Linked DNA regions of Danio rerio: regions 2 and 3 are each linked to region 1. A link is a contact called in public Hi-C data. All regions are on one chromosome and are shown on one strand. The core of a region is the stretch at or near the end of the contact, and the rest is flanking DNA. Distances in the headings are between cores, read along the strand shown.

Region 1 (5,022 bases), core at 1,722-4,221:
AGCCCTGAAGGTGCAGTTTGTAAGTTTGACACCCAGTGGTTGAAGAAGGTATTGCATTCCTGGATCAAAACACAGTCAAGTGCAGGTTAGCAGATTGACGACACCAACATGAGCTAACCTGATAATTGAGCCTAAAGGCTGATTTAAGGCCAATGAAATTGTGTTATACATAAAAGCAATGGTACGCGATAAGAGGAATTTTCCATATTAAAAGAAGTTTTTGTTGTAAACAACACCTGAAATATGTATATTTTAGAAACATCTGTTTCTTGCAGCTAACAAACTGATAAACTGACAATGATCTCCTCATGTACACCTCATGTGCTTTATTCAGTGTTTAATGCCAATAAAGTGAGTTTGAATGCCATTTTAAATGGCATTTATTGCCATATACTGAAAGCAGCAGCAGATAGTTTACCTCAGATTTTGAAAATAAATAAATTGAACTTTTGAACTGTGACGTAGTGCAAGCCAACACATATCAGTGATAAGCATGTCATTTTGATAATGTTAAAGAGGTTTGAAATGTATGAATTAAATTATAAACCTTACCATTTAGCTGGAGTGCAGTGAGTGCACTATTCTGTGCTTCTGAATGGCGGTATTTAAATTTCTGTCGTGTTTCGTATGATGCAAAATTGCTTAACACTGTAAATCTCATCACGTAGCGTGTTGTTAGGACATGGGGTTACAATGTAACCTTCTCACCTAATGTTTACGGTCGTAATATTTATATCATTTTCTTATTAATATGCTCATGTAGAACTTATTTCAGAGTCCTCCTGCTACTGTCCACTGAGGGCGCACGGATTCATACTTTGAGAGCTTTTCTGACTGAAAAATTGAAAATACACTGTTTTGCCCAAAGGCAACCTGGGATTCTGAAATATGATTGGCTAAATTGGCAATGGGTAAACCAAAACAAAGACAGACATTCCAGCATGTAACAGAGATTTTTAAAGCTTCAGCATTGTTTTTTAGATAAACGAGAATGTTCACTTAGCATGTTTCCTACAGTAAATATCTGCAAACATATTATGGTATTTTTAGGCTTTAAAAGAGTCAAAATCTACTTAAAGCACTTTTACGTGCAAATATAGTTGTCAGACTACATAACATTTTTCATATTTAATAAATATGAAAATATTTAAAAGGATTAAAAATGATGAAATCACTGCATCCAAAAAAAAGTTTTTTTTTTGTAGATGAAAAATAGTATAAATATTAACAAAGTTTGTTTTTATTTTCTATTTTTATTTTACTTTAGTTTAATTTGTAATGCTTCTCTTGTTTTGTTGTAGTCTTTTTAACATTTTTAAATCATCTCTCTATAGTTTTTCTTTGTTGAGCGCATTGTAACTACCAATTAATGACTATTACAAAAATAAATGAGTAATTTGGTTTGTGTCCATAAAGATCACTTATATGGTTAAAATATGTAGCCATTTTTATGGTTAAAACAGCGAATATCTGTTTTCATGCCTTATATTTAATTACATGCATATGTAGTTGTCAGACTACATGAAATTTTTGGTCATCGCGATTATTCACATCTAAAATAAAAGTTCATTTTGACATAATATATGTGTGTGTACTATGTATATTGATTATGTAGACATAAAATAGGTATGCATATTGAACAGATTATATGTAAATTTAAATACCTATGGAAAAAAAGTTTTAATGAATATATTTAACACACATAACTTTTAGGCGGCACAGTAGGTAGTGCTGATGCCTCATAGCAAGAAGATCGCTGGGTCGCTGGTTCGAGCCTCGGCTGGGTCAGTTGGCGTTTCCGTGTGGAGTTTGCATGTTCTCCCTGCGTTCGCGTGGGTTTCCTCCGGGTGCTCCGGTTTCCCCCACAGTCCAAAGACATGCAGTACAGGTGAACTGAGTAGGCTAAATTGTCCGTATTGTTTGAATGAGTGTGTGTGTGGATGTTTCCCAGAGATGGGTTGTGGCTGAAATGGCATCCGCTGCATAAAATCTTGTTGGATAAGTTGGCGGTTCATTCCGCTGGGGCCACCCCGGATCAATAAAGGGACTATGCTGAAAAGAAAATGAATGAATTAATGAATAGAACTTTTAGTCACATGGGTTTCCTCCACAGTCCATGACATGCCCTATAGGTGAATTGGGTAAACTAAACTGGCCATAGTGTTTGAGCATGTGTGTGAATGAGTGTGTATGGGTGTTTCCCAGTACTGGGTTGCGGCTGGAAGGGCATCCTCTGTGTTTGTGGTTCCTTCCACTGTGGCAACCTCTGAAATAGAGACTAAGCCAATGGAAAATGAATAAATGAATATATCTCATATTAAAACAAACTTTTATTTTTGATATGATTAATCGATTAATCTTTGTCCGGAATTAAAAAAATCTATTTAAGGATTAAAAAAAGATGGAAATGAAGTACAGCATTCAAAATATGTAAACCTTTTAATCATATGAATCTTCTGTTTTATATTTTTTTTTTAAATCAGATTTTATTAGTCATTTCTTCCACCGCCACTTTCAACACGATAGCATTCGCCTCTGGAATGATCTGGCCTGTCAGATACACTTCGCGTTTAAACTGATCAATCTGACAAAGCAAACCAATCACGTCTTAATAAAGCGCCAGTGAGTGGCATGATTTCACGCTCGTAGCCCCTCGATAGAAACATCCTGCCAGGAATAATCTTGGTCTTTCACAGTTCATCTGTCTAGATGATGTTCTTGAGCCAAAGTGTCAGAAAGGAATGTTCTTTCTTTTCTCCACCAATCAGACTCTTCCTCTGGTTTAATGTGTGTTTTTGCGGACCGTGTTTTGGGGGGTAATGAGGGGGTTAGCAGGATCGCTAACCACAGCCTGGTCTGGGACATTTAGGTCGTGTGATGAATGGACGGGTGCATTGTAAATCAGCCACTGGAGAGCGAAGGGCTGGATTCCTCATAGCACTGATGTCACCACCGTCGTGCTTTCAACAGATCCAGACTTGAACGCTCTCAGCCCGAGCCAGATGTTCAACCCCTCAGATCCCCTGTTATTCCCTCCTCTACTTGTGCAAGAGTCCCAGTTATTCCCTCTCTGCCACTTTGGGATGCCGTTATCACTTTTCTGGCTCTGTGGGATTCGCTCGTAGACATTCAGGTTCTAAAATAGTTTCTGATGTGATACCATTGATTTTCTTGCGTTTTACAACTTTAATTTTTTTTTTTGGTTTCCTAATGATACATTGTTCCTTTTTGTCCTGATTTCTCCTCATATTTACATTTACATATACAATACATAAAAAAATGCTGTTTGGGGAGCGTCACGGTGGCGCAGTGGGTAGCACAATTGCCTCACAGCTAGAAGGTTGCTGATTCGAGCCTCAGCAGGGTCAGTTGGCATTTCTGCGTGAAGTTTCTCCCACAAAGACATGTGCTATAGGAGAATTGGGTAAACTAAATTGTCTGTAGTGTTTGTGTGTTAATGAGTTGTGTATGGATGTTTCCCAGTACTGGGTTGCAGCGGGAAGGGCATCCGCTCTGTAAAACATATGCTGCATGACTTGGCTGTTCATTCTGCTGTGGCGACCCCTGATACATAAAGGGATTAAGCCGAAGGAGAATGAATGAATGTTTTACGCAGCGGATGCCCTTCCAGCTGCAAACCAGTACTGGGAATTTGGATGTTCTCCCCATGTTTGCGTAGGTTTCCTTTGAAAGTGTATGAGTGTATTTGTGAATGAGTGTATAGGTGTTTCCTATTACTAGGTTGAAATTTTTATATTTATATTTATTGGCCAATATATCGGTTATTAGCCTTTGAATATAAAGAATTTTGTTTTATTTATCAGTATTGGTCAAAAATTCAATTTTGCATCCCTAGTTTGAGTAATTATCTGTGAAATACGAAGGTTTTTCTATGAAATACCATGAGAAGCACTGATCTATTTTGAGTTTTTGTTGTAATGATGCTTCTGCAGTTCCATATTATCTCACAAAAATATGTAAAAAAATAACTTAAAATCTTATGGGGTGCATTTCTGGTTTCCCAGTCTGATTAAGCTGTTGATTAGATGCTCTTAAAGTGGATAGTTTACCAAAATAATATATATTTTCTGTTAATTTACTTTCACCCTCAGGCAATCCAGTGCCTTCAGCAGGATATTAAAGTTTCAGAATGAAACTGTGGTTGTTTGTGATTCAGAACATTAAAGTGACTGTCAAACCTTTGAAAGCCAAAAAAACAAGGCCAAAACAATTACAAAATTAATTCAGATCCTGATGTTGCATTCAGGCCTTGGGAAGCGAAATGATTAAACTGAATGCCCAAAGACCACAATTTCAGCTAAAATCTTCTTTAAAGTTTTAATTAGGAAGAAAAGGGACCTACACATTGAATGGCCTGAGGGTAAATTAATAGAAGATTTTTTTTTCAGTGAACACTGTTTTTACGTATGCTAAATTAGCAAACACATATTTAAAAAAATCATAAAAGCATGTAATGCTAAATTAATGACAATTTCTGTTCTTTCTTTTCAGCATGATTAACACAAAGCCCTGACTTTCACAAAGAAACCCGTTCAGTCCAAATGGTGGAACATGACAAACATGGCAGTTTCTGGAATAATACAAAGACTTTTCTGGATATTCCATATGCCTAGCTCCAAACAGTAGACTGAAACATGGACAATCCACCCATGATGGCTTTAGAGGAGCGACGATCTTCAGCGCTCAAAATGACTTTCTCCGGAGAGCTTTCAATGGCGGACTCAACCAAGGCTTGTAACCAGACCTCAAAAAACACTCCTAATTCCCTCTCAATCACAGATGATCCTTTGGAAGACCAAACCAAACTGGAACTGAAAAATAAAAGTTCACTGGAAAGAGAGATCAGTCAAACTGTATCCTCACAAATCAGCAAAGACGGCCCTTGTATTCAAATCTCAAATCATCTCACAAAGGAAAAGACTAAAACATGCATCAAAAGTGCTTCAGATTCAATTTCAAGTCCAAACCCCAAGTTGAACGGAATTAATCATGAATCTCACA
Region 2 (5,022 bases), core at 747-3,246, 180 kb before region 1:
AACCAACAACTTATCCAGCACATGTTTTACGCAGTTGCTAATTTTACGCATCTGCAACCCAACAATGGGAAACACCCATACAATCTTGCAGACACTCACATACACTACGGCCAATTTAGCTTACCCAATTCTCCTGTACCGCATGTCCTGGACTGTTGGGGAAACCGTAGCTCCCAGAGAAAACACATGCCAACATGGGGAAAACATGCAAACTCCACACAGAAATACCAACTGACATAGCCAGGGTTCGAACCAGCGACTGTGCTACCCACTGCGCCACTTGCTGTCCCATATTATTATTATTACTTATTATATTATTATGGGCGAGGCAGTGGCGCAGTAGGTAGTGCTGTCGCCTCACAGCTAGAAGGTTGCTAGGTTGCTGGTTCAAACCTCGGCTCAGTTGGCGTCTCTGTGTGGAGTTTGCATGTTCTACCTGCCTTAGCGTGGGTTTCCTCCGGGTGCTCCGGTTTCCCCCACAGTCCAAAGACATGCGGTACAGGTGAATTGGGTAGGCTAAATTGTCAGTAGTGTATGAGTGTGTGTGTGTGAATGTGTGTGTGGATGTTTCCCAGAGATGGTTTGCGGCCGGAAGGGCATCCGCTGCGTAAAAACTTGCTGGATAAGTTGGCGGTTCATTCCGCTGTGGCGACCCCGGATTAATAAAGGGACTAAGCCGACAAGAAAATGAATGAATTATATTAATATTGTATATAATTATTATAAAGAAATTATGTTGCAGAATATTTACATTTATTTTGTTTATTTGGTTGTTTATGTAAATTTATTTAAATTAAATAGGTTCATTTAAAGAATTTCTTACGATAACCAAACTAAGAGTTTTCGATATCTGTAAGTCATTAGGGTTATTAAAGTTAAACATTAAATAAATGTTGTGACTTTAAAAAATCATAAACGGAATGAATCAATCATTTATTAAATAAATATATAGAAACTTTAATAACATTTTTATTTTATAGAAAACGCTGGTTATTTTTGTAAGTAAATTTTTTTGTACAGAAATTTTTGTAAGTTTTTTTTTTTTTTTTTTATGGTGCAATACATTTCTAATTTTGGGCCATTTTAAATTGAAGTTGTGACATTTATAACATTGGTTGTTTTTTTTTATTTCCCAAATTATGTTCAATAGAGCAAGGAAATTTACAGTATGTCTGATAGCATTTTTCTTTTGGGGAAAGTCTTATTTGTTTTATTTCAGCGAGAAAAAAAGCATTTTTTAATTTAAAAAAAACATTTAAGGTCACAATTATTAGCCCCTTTAATCTATATATTTTTTTCTTGATAGTCTACTGAACAAACCATCGCTATACAATAACTTGACTAATTACCCTGACCTGCCTAGTTAACCTAAGTTAAGCCTTTAAATGTCACTTTAAGCTGTATAGAAGTGTCTTGAAAAATATCTAGTCAAATATTATTTACTGTCATCATGGCAAAGATAAAATAAATCAGTTATTAGTTATTAAAACTTTATTAAAATTTATAAAGTCTAGAAATGTGTTGAAAAAATCTTCTCACCGTTAAACAGAAATTGGAGAAAAATTAAACAGGGGTCTAATAATTCTGACTTTAACTATATATCAGCTTTATTAGCAATTATCATTACAATTTTACATTTCTATTATTCCTTTTGAGTAGGATTATCAAAGTGCACAACAATAAAACTTAAATAATTTGTTACTTAAAAATAAACATTAATTGAATGAATGAATGAATGAATGAATCAATAAATACATTTTTGGTTTATTTTCATTTAATCAAAACTAAAATAAAATCTAAAACTGTAAATAAATATAAATTAAAGTTAAAACTGATGATCTAAAAATAAAAACAAACCGTAAATTATTATTTAATACCAAAGTAACACTTGTTTATTTGGGAATAACATCTCTCTTGCAGCAGCGCATACCTGTCAAATGAAGGCGGAGACTGGCTGTTATTCTTCTCATGTCCTGTAGGAGTCGCTGTTACACCACACTCCAACCTGCCCGCGACTCCACACAAACGCTCGCTTTTACACAAGCCATTTCCGTCACTATTACAGCAACTTGTTTCTGTTTCTAACAGCAAAACTGCCAATATAATCTCAAAGCACGCAGTTATGCTGTTAAATAAATAACCGCGAGTGGAGGAGGAGGGAGAAGCGTCTGTGTTGAGCAGAGCTGCACTGACTGGTGCAGATAGGGACAAATTGGCGCCATTTTGAAGCCGACAGGAGGATCACAGCGGTGGAGAAGCGAGTGGAGCGCGCACTTTTTCCAAAAAGGTAAACGTCTGTTTGGAAGTAAACCGCACGCGAGGTCAAAACCGCTCCGATTTGTATGTCTTTAACAGGGATTATTATTTCCTGGCTGTTTCCGGAGGTGCTTTTGTAATTTTCGGCGGTTGCTTGTCTATTCTCTTGTTAACCCATGCGAGAGACTCTCACTCTCAGCCTTTCCCCCCAAAATCTGTCCATTCTTTATGTAAAACCCGAATTGCAATGACAGTCGTTGTTGGTTTGTGTGAAACGAGTGTTTTCGTGGTGGTTTTCATTGGAAATTACGGTCGTGCGCTTCTTTGATGCCTCGTGTATGTGCACATACATCCGAGTGTGTGTGTGTTTGTGTTTTAGCCTTGTTAGCTTAGCATAGCTGCTCGTAAACCGCTTCAACCTAACGTTAACGTTATTTTAAAGTCTGATTCAACACATCAATTGAGACTGTAGTAATGCATTTTGCATTCGGTTTCATTTGTCCCATTGCATGTTGAGATCGTACGAGCCGTAGTGCATCGGATCTAGATAGTAACGGAGAAGCTTACAATGTATTTTAGCTTGTAAACACCCCCTTAGGGGTGTAATCTGGTTTTCTGTGGGATAAACCACTGTCATAGGCATAAAATGACAGCTGTTGTGTGATCACGACTGTGTTTTGTTCTGGATGTGGCTGTCTTGAAGCTGTGAAGTGGTACAAAGACGTCAGTTGGGAAAGTCAACCTGCTGTCAGTGTAAACCTCTCTTCCCCCCCATGCAAAATCATTATAAGGCTGTGATGGTGTTTGTAAACGCGTTGCTTTGTTTACTGATAGCTTGTATTAAGGTGTTGTGAAATATGTGTTTGGTGTTTGAAGGGAGTGTAAAACACACTTGATCCTGCTTAGAAATGACAGCTATTTTCGCTTTAGCTTGCATTATTAATTTCTTGCAAAATTGTGCTGGGTTGTAAGTTTATGAATTGCTCTAAGGAAAAATGCAGCTTGAAGATTCATTCATTCATTCATTCATTTATTCATTTCAAGACCCCATGAAATTCGTGTTTTGTTTTAGTCTTTTATGTAGCCACACAGTTATGTATTCAGTATGACCTATACAATGTAGTTTTATTTGCACTAGAGTATGTACATTCTTTTATTTGTGTATAAAATGAAAATGTGCCATTATTTATTTAATGTATTTAAGTCTCTACGGCTAGTTTATGAAAACAAAAACAAAATATTTATGATTTGATGACATTAAACGACAATCACTGCATCCCCAAATTACTAATTCGTTGTTGATTTTAAATCTTTATATTTAACCACTCTCCTTAAAACTGCTTGGTTTTACCAATTTGTCATTACCAAAATCTTTAATAAAATATGGTAATATTTGTGTTATTACTTTATTTTTTAGAATTATAGAAAAACAGGTTAGATAAAATATATAATCAATATATATTTTACATTAAATGATGAGAGCAATAACTATTTAATAGCTAACTCAACTATTTTGAAATGTATGTTTTACATTTTTATTAATTTTATTTATTATAAAATAATTTTTTTCTTTGTAAGCAATCTTAAAAACCCAGACATTTAGATCTTATTGTAAACAATGTTGAATTTTAATGATAAATGTTTTGACCTCACCATCGTCCAGACAAAAAGATAGACCGCTTTCCCTGTGTGTCAGATTTCTCCATTCATTTCTTGAAGCTCCACCTCTAGAGAGTCGACTACAAGCTTTTTCAAATTTATCATGAATAGACCAGAATCCCTTCTTCCATACATTTATGCTGAGATGTACTTTACACAGTCAGGGAACTTTAATTTATTAATGTTTTGGTCCACTTTTATCAGAGGAAAGTGACAGTATCACAACGTGACATGATTTTGTAAAGAAAATAAAAACAAACATAAATTGTCTGTGTATAATAATGATAGCTCATCTTTCATTCAAATTCTATGTTGATTGAAAATGGTTTTCTCTAAAACACCGTCCATTTCTTAGGTGTATTTCCCAAAATCACTGTGAGCTAAACTATGGTTGCAAGTTCTGCTGCATTTAATTAGAAATAAAGTTATGAATTATCATATTGTTGAACTTTACTTTGTTTTAAGAAATAATAAACAAGAAAAAAGGCTAATAAAAATATTAGGGCTGCACAATAAATTGTTTCAGCATTAATATTCGCATTGCATGATCTGCAATGTTAAGTTGGTATTTTCACCAGGAGCCACAGTTGCAAAGTATAGCCTCAATAGTGTACAATTGTATCATTTGCATTTGTTTTTTTAAGGCCTGTGATTGTGTGGGGATTTGAGGAGAGTTTAAAGCATTCAGAGACGAGAAAATGTTATAGTTTGTAACTAAATGAAGGTTAAATTTATAGAATTATAATTATGATGAAGACTATACAGTGCTATTTACATTTGATTATTAAAACTCCAAAGAAAATTGTTAAGCACTGTTTATTTCACTTGTATCTTTGATCAGTTGTATTTATTAATTTGTTTATCAAATTTAATGCAAATGATAATCAAACTAAATAAATCAGTTATTATTTCTAAATAGAGTTATTAAAGTAATCTGTTAAAATGGAATTTATATAGCTATATTTATTGCAGGAAAACTAAATAATGCAATGTCAAACTTTTTCAATATCGAGTTGTCCAAAAAAATAACATTATATTTAAAATAAGACATAAGTGTTATTTGAAATTTTTAAAATAGTAAAACTAACAAATATAGTGCTACTATTT
Region 3 (5,022 bases), core at 949-3,448, 150 kb after region 1:
TGAAAAAACTGAGAAATTTTGATATTGAGAAGGACATTTTGATTGTTGTATATAAATCACCTTTTAAATCCGCCCTTACTTTTAAGATTGTAGCCTGCTTTAACTCCCTCTCTATTAAAAGTAAAAATACACTTTTAAGATTAGTAAACTCATTCATTCATTTCTTTTTGGCTTAGTCCCTTTAAGATTAGTTAATGTAGCGAGTAAAATAATTGGTTGGAGACAAATTCTTCTTACTAATTTAATTATAGCAGTTAAAAAAGGAAAAAGCTCCACTATTGTGGAAGATTCTTCCCATCCTGTACATGGTTCCTTTAAGTTATTTCCATCTGGCAGATGGTAAAAATAATTAGCAAAAAAGCCTATGTGCAAGAAGACATTTATTCCCACTGCCATTGTTTTTTTATATATATATATATATATATATATATATATATATATATATATATATATATATATATATATATATATATATATATATATATATATATATATATATATATATATGTGTGTGTGTATATATATATATATATATATATATATATATATATATATATATATATATATATATATATATATATATATATATATATATATATATGTGTGTGTATATATATATATATATATATATATATATATATATATATATATATATATATATATATATATATATATATATATATATATATATATATATAAATATGTGACTTTTTAAATAATTTTGTAAGAATATTTATGTTTTGCTGTTGTTTGTGAGCCTATGTCTAAAGACAAATTTCTAACCTCTGTGGGATAGACAATAAAGTTTATTTAATTGAATTAAAAACTTTTATTAATACAGTTTAAACTACACCAATTAAGAACAGTTAAATTATTATAAAATAATTCAACCTTGATGAGTAAAATAGGCATCTTTCAAACCATTAACAGTCATACTGATCAAAAACTTAGACTTTTAGTATGATTTAAACTGTTTAAAGAGCGGTTAGTACTCTCATTCAGATTTCCAAACAATCGCATGACGTCAACCTGTTCCCAAAATGAGTGTCATTTTGGGCAAAAACAAGCTTTTAATGTGGGATGTGGTTTCCGATGTTTAAATGGGCGCTTTAATGTCTGTCAGACCTCATGTTGTTTAGCTAGTTTAAGCTCACTCATTTTCCCTGTGATCTGATGTTTCGTTCCACCTCAGAAAAAGGCCTCATTTACTCAGAGCATTCATACCCCCTACATCTGAAATGCTGGGAGGTACAGGTCATTGGTCAAACAGGTTCAGGTTAAGAGGTACCGCTTGTACATATAGAGTGTGACATCTTCAAAGAGAGACAGAGGTCATGGGAATAACCTTGCCGCAAAAAACGCTGCCTTTTTCAGTCGCTCATGGCAAGTGCTTTTGATCTTGGAGTGTTGGTCTTTAGATGAAATTGTATGAGCTTTCTAGTTTTTTCACTTGTTTCATTTCATGTTTTAGGAGTAAAAACCCCAGATTTTTTTTTTTGTTCTCTGTTACTTGTCTATTTAAAGTTATAAAACACCCCACCCCCTCCAAAAAAATAAAATAAAATAATAATAATAATAAAAATGTAATTTATAAGACTTTCATTTAAAATATATAATATAAAAATTAAATATAATATAATTAATTATAATATAATATAATATAATATAATATAATATAATATAATATAATATAATATAATATACAGTTTTATAAATGGATGCATCAGATGTTTTGGAGCATAAAAATAATTCAAACAATATAGAGTTTTTAGCAAAATAGATGGTCTTTTATTATACAATCCTTTCTTTGTTTATTTGTGACAATAATACTTGCGGTCATGGAATCAAAGTGCAGAATAGAATCTTTCCATAATGCATCTCTTCAGAAGTGTTGTTTTGGAATATCCAGCAGCTTAAAACCAGAACACAGTGTCTCTCTTTGAATCTGTGATTTTACTTATTTCATTCAGCAGAGGCAAAAAAATATGATGAAACATTTAATTGTACTAGTGGAATGTCAACTCTGGCGGGGTCTGGATCCAGTCACCCCATTACATAAGTTGGACACTATACTCAGTTGAAGACGTAATGGCTTCTCAAAGCCAAGCTCAGAATTTGGGGGGCAAACCCTGTCTCACTTTATTAGCATCTGGAAGTTTAAAACAAGTTAGCTACTCTCTGTGTCTTGGCTATCGCTCTGGAAAGAATGTGTTGTCAGGGTTTTTTTAAAGAGTGTGGGCGCCTGGATTCCTCTGTGTTCACTGTGAACATGCAAGATTGGCCTATTAACGAATCAGAAGGAAATCGTTATGGTGCTTAAAAGACATCTGTTTTTTCCTGAATTGGACTGTAATGGACTTGATTGTTGAAATGGGATACGCCTGTGTTTCTTTGCAGATTCTCAATTTCCCATTGACATCTCTCCTGTGAAGAAAGACCATGACTTCTTGGACAAAGACCTTGTGGAACCTCTATGCCGGTAAGAACTGTGTTGTATCTACAGTCTTCTCGACACCCTGAAGAAATCAAGCCATATCTTTGGAGAAACATTGAAACTACCTAAGCTTAATAATAAATAATAAATACAACAGATAACAGCAGCAATAAAACAGAGGAAAAAATACTTTTAGAACCATGTTGTTGTAATGGCGGCCATCAAGAGGAGTTGTACAAACCTCACTCCCTGGAGATGCACCAGCAACTGACACTATAGATTTGTGTCTTTAATGTCCTTGTTATCATGACTTGCTGGAAACCCTGGATCAGATCCCACTCAGGTGGGGTTGCATTAGTGCCATGACCCGGTTGAAAGTGAAGCCAATGGAGACCAGCAAACAGGAACTGCTAGGGGTCATTGTGTTTAGCTTCCTCGTTAGAGCAACCGACTTCCATTTGGAGAGTCAACAGTTCAATTCCAGCTCGGAGCGGGTTGGGTGGTGCAGGACTTAGCGGGGTTACATTGGTGCCGTGACCCAGTTGAAAGTAAAGTGCAATCGAGACCAGCAAACAGGAACTGTGCAAGTAAACCATACTCACTTGGCATTAAGAGACACAATTTTGATTAATGCTAGGGGTTGTGGTCTTTGAGGCCATCTAGTGAAGTGCTGTGCAGGTAAACCTCACTCTTCTGACCTCCTAAAGGTGCTCTTGCAACAGACGCTAGAGGTCATGCTGTTTAGCCTCCTTGTTGGAGCTACCGACTCCTATGTGGAGAGTCGCCGGTTCAATCCCAGGTCGGAGCGGATTGGGTGGCGCAGGACTTTGCGGGGTTTATTGGTGCCGTGACTAGGATGAGAGTGAGGTTTAGGGGTGAGTGTTACGGTCATAGTGTTTAGCCTCCTTGTTGTAGCTACCAACTCCCATGTGGAGGGTTGTCGGTTCGATCCCAGCTCGGAGTGGGTTGGGTGGTGCAGGACTGACGGGGTTACATTTAGAGCAGGACAGAAAGGGAGACAATAATGTTATGACCATGGCAGGAGTAAGGCTTAAGGAGGAGAGTACAATGAAGATGTTATGCTCATCAAGGGATGGGGTCTTTTGCAGCCTTGTTAACTCAGTTACCTCCCAGGCCCAAAACTTTAGTTTGAATTTCACTCCAGACCAGTAGAACTTAAGGGGCTATTTTGGTGGTGTGAACTAAATGGAAATGAATTTTAGAGGTGTGAGTGCAATGAAAGCCACATAGACCAAATATCCACTTAGTAGGAGCTGTTAAAGTAAACCTTAAGCCTTCTTTCCACTGCACATAACAAACGACAAGCGACAGACCGGAAGTGATTAATTTCCAATGAAGAGTAGTCTGGGAGCTGCGTGGAGTTCCGATCATCTTTGTATGCGGAAATTCCAATTGAGCTGTGGACCTGTTGAAATATTTGAACTCCTGGGACTAGACTGTATGCGACCGGCCGACCGGATGTGATGTATTCCAGTGTTGTCCAAGTAGGTCCGTGTGCGCGAGATAAGAAATGGGAGTTTTTTTTTTTTTTGTTATATTTTGAATCAGAAAAAGTCTTTATTAAAAAAAATAAAACATTTCTATTCATAAATGTAAGTAATAAAGTAATAAAAATTTTTTTTATGTTGTCTCCACATTCCCTTTAATATTTTTAGCGGTCTATGAGTTTCTAGTATTCATTCATTTTTACTCCCCTTACCTCAAGAGGCACAATAGTAACCGAGAGGATGTTAGAAATGCTGAATCATATCCCACTTACAAAAACAAGAGTGTTAATAAAGTTAATGGATGAAAGGGTTTAGATCTTTATTTCATATTCAAAACATGTATTTTGTAGTGGTTGAGGTTTATCAAAGTCCTCTTCATCTGTAATGACAACAAGTCCTAAAAGTCTGCTTTTCCCTCATGCATTGCATCAATTAAGCTCAGGTCTGGAGGACTTTCTCTCATGTCAATCTTCTTGTAATAGTAGAGTAAATAATGTCATGATTAAAGCAACAAGTGACTCAATAAAGTTTGTAAATTACACTCATTGTGTTTCCCCAGAAATTAAGTACAGAATGTTCTCAATGAGTTAGCTTTTCGTTTTGTTTAGACACTGAATTTGAGTTCCCAAATTAAGATGAAAAGAGCCCTCCAGTGACTTTGGTTGCCTTGGATACTGCTCTGGTAGGAGAGCACTGGGGGCAAAGGGGGTGCACTCAAGCCGGTCTACTGTGACTCTAAACAACCCTTAAGCAACTCATCGAAATTCCAAACCTGTTTACTGTTGTGTGGGAAACAATGTCCGACATTCCCACCTCTCCCCCTGACTTCTCACTTTTCTTCATCCCCCGGAGGGGAACAACTTGGTAAACAATTCTAGCACGACATGCCTAGTAAGAGTGCGGAGGAGTCAGTTAGTTGCGGATGTTTGCGAGCACCAGTGACAAAGCTAACATCTTTAACCTTTGTCTGACACTTTACTCTCTGCAGTTTGCTGATTTTAGTTCACAAATCTGTCAATTGTAATTAATGGGTTGTTACCAAATTCATTAACTTAGTCTCGTTAACTAGCAATGTTCAAC

The links. Hi-C and Micro-C count contacts between places; a contact is called where the count stands out from the background.
Region 2: a contact with region 1 is called in a Hi-C map of an unstated tissue, with 2.8 times the contacts expected there. The contact joins the promoter of pds5b here to the enhancer-like site in region 1. A contact is called at or near these places in 1 of 18 Hi-C or Micro-C datasets (an unstated tissue) and 1 of 4 datasets of contacts at active chromatin or transcription factors (embryo).
Region 3: a Hi-C map of embryo shows a contact between it and region 1, with 2.4 times the contacts expected there. The contact joins two enhancer-like sites. A contact is called at or near these places in 3 of 18 Hi-C or Micro-C datasets (caudal fin, embryo and fibroblasts) and 1 of 4 datasets of contacts at active chromatin or transcription factors (caudal fin).

The regions. Positions count from the first base shown.
Region 1 is chr15:36,244,165-36,249,186 of GRCz12tu, reverse strand. It overlaps stard13b (StAR related lipid transfer domain containing 13b), which reads left to right. Exons shown (of 18, transcript XM_005157638.6): 2 at 4,513-5,022. The coding sequence starts at 4,656. Among named protein-coding and RNA genes, the nearest start is that of stard13b, 12 kb to the left of the region's middle. Within about 2 kb of position 2,971, at least 5 of the 62 cell types and tissues checked have an H3K27ac peak or open chromatin away from gene starts, as enhancers often do. A contact at or near this core is called in caudal fin, where this site is marked.
Region 2 is chr15:36,422,075-36,427,096 of GRCz12tu, reverse strand. It overlaps pds5b (PDS5 cohesin associated factor B), which reads left to right and starts at 1,996. Exons shown (of 34, transcript XM_688861.9): 1 at 1,996-2,287. LOC141377879 (a long non-coding RNA gene) reads right to left here. Exons shown (of 2, transcript XR_012390977.1): 1 at 3,922-5,022; 2 at 2,222-3,593.
Region 3 is chr15:36,096,652-36,101,673 of GRCz12tu, reverse strand. It overlaps stard13b (StAR related lipid transfer domain containing 13b), which reads left to right. Exons shown (of 18, transcript XM_005157638.6): 7 at 2,398-2,479. Among named protein-coding and RNA genes, the nearest start is that of nbeab, 20 kb to the right of the region's middle. Within about 2 kb of position 2,198, at least 7 of the 62 cell types and tissues checked have an H3K27ac peak or open chromatin away from gene starts, as enhancers often do. A contact at or near this core is called in caudal fin, where this site is marked.